2 separate regions of the Mus musculus genome follow, and region 1 is linked to region 2. A link is a contact called in public HiChIP or PLAC-seq data. All regions are on one chromosome and are shown on one strand. The core of a region is the stretch at or near the end of the contact, and the rest is flanking DNA. Distances in the headings are between cores, read along the strand shown.

Region 1 (3,997 bases), core at 1,099-3,598, 45 kb after region 2:
GGAGCCCTTGGCCCTAAGAGCAGCCTTGGTGTTCTGTAGTGCTTGTGTGTGGGGAATGGGTGTTTGCCTGGTGGGTCCCATGAATCCCAGCTGATCCCTGAACTCAGTTCAGTTCCCAGGGTCACTCTCAGGCCTCTAGAGTCCTGGGCTGTCAAGCTCTGTTGACAGGGCTAGTGTGTGAGAAGTGCTTCCCCAGCACGTTTTACTGTCCTGGCCAGATCAGCTTGGCTTGCGCCAGGAGTTGATGGTTACTCCTTCCTGCTTCTCCAGAAAGATCATAACTGTGTTAACGGGTTCATTTAAAGCCCTTGTCTCTTGCAGGGAAGGGGATTATTGAGTGCAATCTCATCTGTTTTCTTGCTCTTGGTTTCACTCACTTCAGTGTACAGTCCACACACTTAGGAGGCTGGAGCAGGAAGATTGTCATCCGGAGTCATGACCTGGACTTTGGCTGTAGACAGGGGCCACCCCACCCTGTATCAGATTGGCTTTAAAAAATATTCAAGAAATACACTTTGACTTCCAGGTACAGTGGTGGATTTGCAGCCACTGAAATGATACAAATGTATCTAACAGGATTACAGATGTGTTTGTATCCAAAGCGACCTTGTTTGTTTCCTATGTCTCACCTCTGTTTCCTTTTCTTTGTTGGTTTCTTTTGGAAATTCCCCAGTTGCTTACAATGAATACATTACAGTTCTTCTAAACAGGGAAGAAATTTGCACTTATCAATGAAGGAGAAGAAGGCTTGCCTGGGTTACACAATGAGACTCTGTCTCAAATACCACACACACGCGTGCACACACACATGCAACACAAAGTACACACACACACAGAGAATGAGAAATAATCTGATTTTTAAAAGTCAAGTGAGGGCTGGCGAGATGGCTCAGTGGGTAAGAGCACCCGACTGCTCTTCTGAAGGTCCAGAGTTCGAATCCCAGCAACCACATGGTGGCTCACAACCATCCCCAACAAGATCTGACTCCCTCTTCTAGAGTGTCTGAAGACACTCTTCTAGAGTGTCTGAAGACAGCTACAGTGTACTTACATATAATCAATAAATAAATCTAAAAAAAAAAAAAAAAAAGTCAAGTGATAGATTTATTGTCTGTTTCTGCTATACAATAGTTAAAAATGTCTCACTGTAGAACGTTCTCTTTCACAGAAGGACCAGTGTCAGGTGAGTGGGCTTACAGTATGTGGCCGGAAGTCTGTCCTGATGAACCTAGAGCCTCATATGTGCCAGATGGGGCTCAGTCCACGGGCCACATCCTCTGCTCTCACTATGGTTTGTTTTAAAAAGATTCTACTTTTGTTTTCTTAGTTATGCATATATGTGTGTGTCATGTGCATATGGGTTTTATGTATGTGAGTTGTAGGTACCCACAGAGGCCCGGAGTGTCAGGTCAGATCTTCTGGAGCAGGAATTCTAGCAGTGAGCACCCGATGTGGGGGCTCTGGGAACCAAACTTGGGCCTTCTGCAAGAGCAGCATAGGCTTGTAACCGTGGAGCCGTTTCTCCAGCCCGTTGTAAGGACTTTCTTTTCTTTCTCTTCCACAGCACCTTACTCTTTTCAAATTCTTTGCACAAGAAGAGTCCCAGCTGTGCAGCGGATGTGCTGAACGCAATTCCTTAGTTCTATGTTCCCCTCCAGCAGTAATTGCCCACTCTTCTGCTGGGAGAAGCTGCTGAAGCCACAAGGAAGACCTCTCCAGGCTTCCTATCTGGGCCTGAACTACATTGTTTCAGAAAAACTGCCATGTTTCTTCATCATGATGCCGGATCATCAAAAAGTTTAGGCTATGCCATACCATGGTCACGGTGTCAGGGACAGCAGCTACAGTTGTGGACATTTATGCTTTTGTCCTTATGGTGTCTTTCTAGGAGAAAAGGAAAAAAAAAAAAAGGAGAGATATGCTTATTGTGTGTCACTTGCTACCCAAGAAAGAGCACCAAGAAACTGACTATGCGTTCATATTTCCTTCTGTTAAGATGAGGGTGGGGGAAGGGAAGTAAATCATAAAAGTTGACAATGGTGAGCTACGAAGAGGAAAACTGGGCTTAGCAGCTTAGAAGCGGTTTACCAGTTTCACTGGCTAGGCCTCAAGATGTCAGAGTCGTTGCTCCCTCTAGTGGTAAAATCTAGACCCGTCCTTTCCATTTCGGTGGTTGGTACTGCTCTGTGGCTTCAGTGTGTGGTCTAAAGTTGTGTTTTCTTCTGCTAAATTGTCCTCTGTTTGTCTCTTCCAATACTTTTGCGATATTATTTAGTGCCCCCAGGTAGTGCAGGATGATTTTTGCCTATCTTGAGATCTCTAAGCACCCTCTCTCCCCATCACTTTTCCTTAAAATAAGAGTGCTTGTCCAGGGCTGGTGAGATGGCTCAGTGGGTAAGAGCACCCGACTGCTCTTCCGAAGGTCAGGAGTTCAAATCCCAGCAACCACATGGTGGCTCACAACCATCCGTAACGAGATCTGACTCCCTCTTCTGGAGTGTCTGAGGACAGCTACAGTGTACTTACATATAATAAATAAATAAATAAACAAATCTTAAAAAAAAAAAAAAAAAAAAAAAAAAAAAAAAGAGTGCTTGTCCAGCATGCATGGAACTCACAATTCAATCCCCAGTGTAAGCCCAGCATTTGGATTAAAATAAAAATAAAATAAAATGAAGTAAAATAAAAAGAAAGAAAATAAAAAGTTCCACATTTACAAGTCCAGGAGTTAGGATGTGGACATATTTGGTGGCCATTATTAATTTCAGGGCTTCTTAAAAAATTTCCACTCAGAAAATTCTGTAGCCCTAGGTATATAGATTTATAAAACATGTATACAGGGACTTTAGAAATAGATGGATCAGTAGTTAGGAGGACTGGCTGCTTTTCCATAGGACCCCAGTTCAATTCCCAGCAATTCCTAATACCCACATGGTTTCTCACAACCCCTCTCTCTGTAACTTCAGGCATGCAAGTGGACACAGACACACATGCAGGCAAAGCACTCATGAAAAGTGTGTAAAAATCAAGTATTTACAGAGAATAAAGAAATTAAAAATAAAGAAATTAATTTAAGAACAATTCTTTGCTATAGGTTTATTATATGTTCCAGGCAGGGTTTCTCTGTGTAACCCTGGCTGTCCTAGAACTGGCTCTGTAGACCAGGCTGTCCCAGAGATCCTCCTGCCTCTACCTCACTGGAATGAAAGGAGTGCACATCTTCTGCACATGGAATATTATCACTTGCTAAAGATAAGCAAAATCTCACACTAACAGGATAGATATGCTTATTTACATGACACACAGTATTAAATCTTAGCTGAATATTTGGTATTTGAAGACACAGAATGAACATCTCCACCAGTTTTCAGAGTTGAAGGACATTTTGATTTTATAACTGCCAATTCTGAGAATGGTGCACATAAATATAACACAAAATGGAAGACATAGATTTAGGACCGTTTCAGAAATTGCTGGAAATTGTGTCCTAATCCTAAGATGAAATTCATAATTGAGAACGTAAGTCAGCAGGTTCTGGTTAGTGCTCATTGCCAATCAGACACATCTAGAATCACCCAGGAAGGGAGGGCACTTTTGTTTTTGCTTTGAGACAGGATCTTTTTGTGTAGTCCTATGTAGACCAGGCTGACATGAACTCAGAGATCTGCCTGCCTCTGACTCCTGAGTACTGGGATTAAAGGCGTGCGCTACCATGCCTGGCCTACAGGACAGAAGGGAGTTTTAGTGAGGGATAGTTTAGGTTAGGCTGACAAGTTCCCATGTTCCTGACGTCCCTGTAACAACAAACTGACTGTGTCCTACCTTTGTGAGCCAAATAGAACCCTTTCCTGAAGCCGGAGAGATGGCTCAGTAGTTAAGCGCCCCAGTTGATTTTTTCTGAGAATGGGAGTTCAGATACGCAGGATGGCTGGGAACTGTCCGTAATTCCAGCTCCAGGGGATCTGACGCCCTCTTCTGGCTGTGCGGGCACCTGCAT
Region 2 (3,845 bases), core at 565-3,064:
TGTTCTTCAGGGCTGGGGAAGCTGCATGTGATTGGTACAACCCTCTTACTGCCTATTGCACAGACAGCTAATGACGGTCTGGAAAATCCATTTTTGCATGTGAAAGTGACAGAATTACCATGGAGGCCATACAAGGTTGGCTTTTGATTTTCAAAAGACAGAGAAATACACACCACTAAAGTTACATGGTGTAAAATGCTATCTTTCTTTGATGATTCAACCCAGAGAAGGTATCTGAGGGTACAGCAGCCTCTAGAGAATCACTGTGGCTGTTGTCAGGAAAACTAGAGGCAAAGGTGGAAGGCTTACACCTCCCCAAGTCCTCAAGTCTCTACTTCTCTTTCTTTTGCAGTGCACACACCTTAGGAACAAACTCCAGAGAAACATTATAGGGTGTGAGGGAAGCCATGGTTCAGAATCCAGGGAGATGTGGATCCAATTAGATCCTGGAAGCTCCTCCCAGGAAGTTGTCCCTACAGCTTCTTCTATCAGTAATGGGAAAACCTCACAAAGGTCAGCTGAGGTTTCCCCTCCCCCATTTTCAGCACACTGTTTATCTACAGGGGTCCTCCAAGAATATAAGGTCTGCACAAAAATATAACGTCTGTGCGAGTCCGTGACACAAAGCCAGACCAAACCGATCTGATCACTGTTCCACCGAGCACCTATGCACCCTCCTGCCTCTGCCACTCAGCAAGACCCTATAGTACAGGCTACCACTTTCCCCGGAAGAAAATGAGAAAGGAAAACAAAAAAACGAGAGGTGGGTGAGGCACCAGCCCTTCAATAGAGGGGACTATTGAAGGGGACTATTGGTCAGATGTGTAGTATGCCCCTTAGTCAGTGAATCAGGACCAGGCTGAGAGAGTACAGTACAGTTCCTGCTGGCCAAGAAACCAAGCCTAGCTTCATTCTGACCAAGACTTCTGCCGGGGTCTCACTGCAAGGACCAGCCAAAGTTAGGGGAGATGAAACCACAAGACACAATATTGGTTGCAAACGATCTAGGGGCTGAAATCTTACTGGTCCTAGGGACATACCTCAGAAGCTGGCTTAAACAGATAACTGCGCATTCCCTGGGGACCCTTGCAAGAGGGTGATAGGTTGTGAGCAGAGAGGAAGAAAACTCTGGCCCAGACCAGGCATTCCTCTCTGTATCCTCTCTCATCAACTATCCCTGGGGACTTGTGGAGGAGAGGAGCAGGGACAATGGTCCAACAGGTCCCCTTTACCTACCTGGACAGGTCAGCCTTCCTCACCCTAGCCTGAGGCCCCAAATTCAGCAGGAAACACAGAGGCACCTGCTGACACACCGCTCCATCCCCGCGAAACGGGGACCCTGGGCGGTGCCTCCCGGCGCTCTCCTGTCACCCCCCTCGTAGGGGCGGGGCGCTCCGGGAGCCGCCGCGCCCCCCATGCCCCCTCCCCGCGCTCACCTGGCGCAGGTGCTGCAGCAGCGTCCCCGCCTCCTCCCGCCGGCCCTGGCGCACCATCCGCAGCAGCTCCTGGACCATGCCGACGCGCCGGTGATAGGGGGGTAGCCCACTGCCCGCGCGCCCCGCCTTGTCCCCGGCGCGCAGCAGCAGCGACGCCCAGAAGTCGGGTCGTTCGCGGCGGGGGCCGGGCGCCGCGCCGGGGCTGGCTCTCTCCGCCAGGCTGCCCTTGGTCTGCCGAGTGCCCATGCCGCCGCCCGCCTGGGGCTGCGCGCGCCGGGCTAAGGCCGCGTCCCCCGCCGGCTTCGCGCCTCCCCGGCCGCAACTTTGGGGGAACTGTTGCGCGCGGGAGGCGCGGGCGCGGGGCGGGGGCGGGGGCGGCTGCGGCCCGCACTCCCCTCGCTCCTCCCTCCTCGCTGCCCCGGCGCGCTCTCCCGGCGCTCGCCGCCAGCCCGTCCCGGCGCTCGCCGCCAGCCCGTCGGCCCCGCCCCGCCCCGCCGGCCGCCCCGCCCCCGCGCCGCCGCGTGTCTCCCTCCCTCTCCGGCGCCCGCTCCTTCCCGCCGCGCGGCTCTGGGCTAGGGGTGCCCGGCGCCCCCGCCCTGCTTTGTCCCTGGTGCAGCGCCCCCTGCCGGACACTGTGCTGCGCCTCTTGGGGCCCGCGGCTTCCTGGCAAAGGTCAGTGAGTTCCCCGATGCTTTCCTGACTGCGCGCCTAGGTGAGGCCCAGGGATTACGGTGGTGGGAGGAGGTCGGGGCGCCGAGCGAGGGAGAGAAACTTCGGAACTTGGAGGTCCTGTTCGCCGCAGAGTCTAGATTCTCAAGAGTGGGCTCTGCAGAGAATCAGTATCTCAGATTGTCCGAGGTGCTGGTTTAAAGCGTAGTATCTCAGGCCTGGCTCAATGCCCACTGAGCAAGCCTCTTCTCCGGGCCTGGAAATGTGCATTTAGCTAGCATCTTGGGTGGTTCCGATGCTCGTTTCTTGGAGCCCCAGTGGCTTTCAGGTAGGTGATGGTAGTTGGTGCACGGACACAGATCTGGATACTCTAGTTTTGTGAACTCTGCATTCTTTTCTCCCTCCGACACTGCTGAGAGGAGACCTTTAAGTCTTCCTGCTACTACTTCAAAGCGGAAATGTGGCTTCTGGTTAGACATTCCTTGTTGCCTTCTTCTCGGGTTTCTTCTACCAACCCCCTGGGAACCCATGGTGCTTGGATAAGGTATTTTGGAGGCCCATGTGCCCTGTTCTTAGCTGTAGGAGGGGCAGCAGTTTTATTTGTATTTATTTATTTATTTTTTCTTTCTTAAGGTCGCTAGTATTGCTCTAGGCCAGAGGGCTGGAGTCCACCACCTGCTGCTGATACGTATCAGAAAAGCCTTGGGCTTCCAGATCCCTGGCTCCTTCTGGAAGGTTAGGATAGTAACACAGTAACATTTATGTCAAGAGTTGGAAGGTGAAGACTGTGTGTGTGTATTTCTGTGTCTGTTTACCCTGGTGCTTTTTTGTTTAACAAAGTTTCTCCCTGGCGTGGAACTCCCCAAGCAGGCTAGTTTGCCTGGCCAATGAACTCCACAAATCCACCTATTTTCCACCTTACTAATTTAGGATTGTTAGGTGAGTACGACCACACGACTTTTTCTTTTCTTTTTTAAAGATTTATTTATTATATGTAAGTACACTGTAGCTGTCTTCAGACACACCAAAAGAGGGCATCAGATCTCATTACGGATGGTTGTGAGCCACCATGTGGTTGCCGGGATTTGAACTCAGGACCTTCAGAAGAGCAGTCAATGCTCCTCCCCACTGAGCCAGCTCACCAGTCCTTTTTTTTTTTTTTTTTTTAAGGTAGATCACATTATGTATCCCTGGCTAATCTGGAACCTTTTACATAGACTAGGCTGGCCTCGAGTTTACAGATTTACCTGACTCTGACTCCTGAGTGCTGGGGTTATAGGGGCGTGTGACAATTTTTCTTTAAAAATTAAAAAAAATTATAAATTAAAATCTTTAAATTAATTTAGAGCTTAATTCTTTTTAAAAATGAGTCATGGATACCAAACTCAGTCCTGCTTGCAAGGCAAGCATTTTTACCCACTGAGCTGTCTCTTAGACCGGTGAATACTTTTTGGAAAAAAAAAATGTAATGACACTTGTTATTCATTCAGGACCATCCTCAGTAGGGTTTGGCACTAGGGGAGAGAGACCCAGCTTGGTTTTGAGTTTATAGCGAAGCAGCTGGGGTGGGTGTTGATGGATGGGAAATGACAAAGGGAAAGCACCATCTATAAAGGGATTCTAGCTAAACTGGTCTAACAGAATTGCCAGTCGATATCCCTGCAGGCTGGTAGAGGACAAACCTCATCAGACATTGCAGGTGATCAGCCACCTGGAGTAGTTCTTCCGAAACTGACTTGA

What was found. HiChIP or PLAC-seq counts read pairs in DNA pulled down with a chosen protein or histone mark.
Region 1: an H3K4me3 HiChIP or PLAC-seq map of the SCID.adh cell line shows a contact between it and region 2, with 15 read pairs. The contact joins the enhancer-like site here to the promoter of Lrrc75a in region 2. A contact is called at or near these places in 9 of 39 promoter capture datasets (3T3-L1-derived adipocytes, the C10 cell line, embryonic stem cells and 4 more), 2 of 15 datasets of contacts at CTCF or cohesin (CD8 T cells and the NIH/3T3 cell line), 4 of 484 Hi-C or Micro-C datasets (CD4 T cells, bone marrow-derived macrophages, embryonic stem cells and 1 more), 6 of 115 datasets of contacts at active chromatin or transcription factors (the 230-238 cell line, CD8 T cells, the SCID.adh cell line and 1 more) and 3 of 9 other capture datasets (adipose tissue, liver and pancreatic islet).

The regions. Positions count from the first base shown.
Region 1 is chr11:62,691,358-62,695,354 of GRCm38.p6, forward strand. It overlaps a transcript of Zfp287 not described here. Among named protein-coding and RNA genes, the nearest start is that of Zfp287, 39 kb to the right of the region's middle. Within about 2 kb of position 2,349, at least 14 of the 459 cell types and tissues checked have an H3K27ac peak or open chromatin away from gene starts, as enhancers often do. A contact at or near this core is called in the SCID.adh cell line and bone marrow-derived macrophages, where this site is marked.
Region 2 is chr11:62,646,709-62,650,553 of GRCm38.p6, forward strand. It overlaps Lrrc75a (leucine rich repeat containing 75A), which reads right to left and starts at 1,815. Exons shown (of 4, transcript NM_198861.1): 1 at 1,437-1,815. The coding sequence starts at 1,682. It overlaps Mmgt2 (membrane magnesium transporter 2), which reads left to right and starts at 1,956. Exons shown (of 2, transcript NM_175002.2): 1 at 1,956-2,148.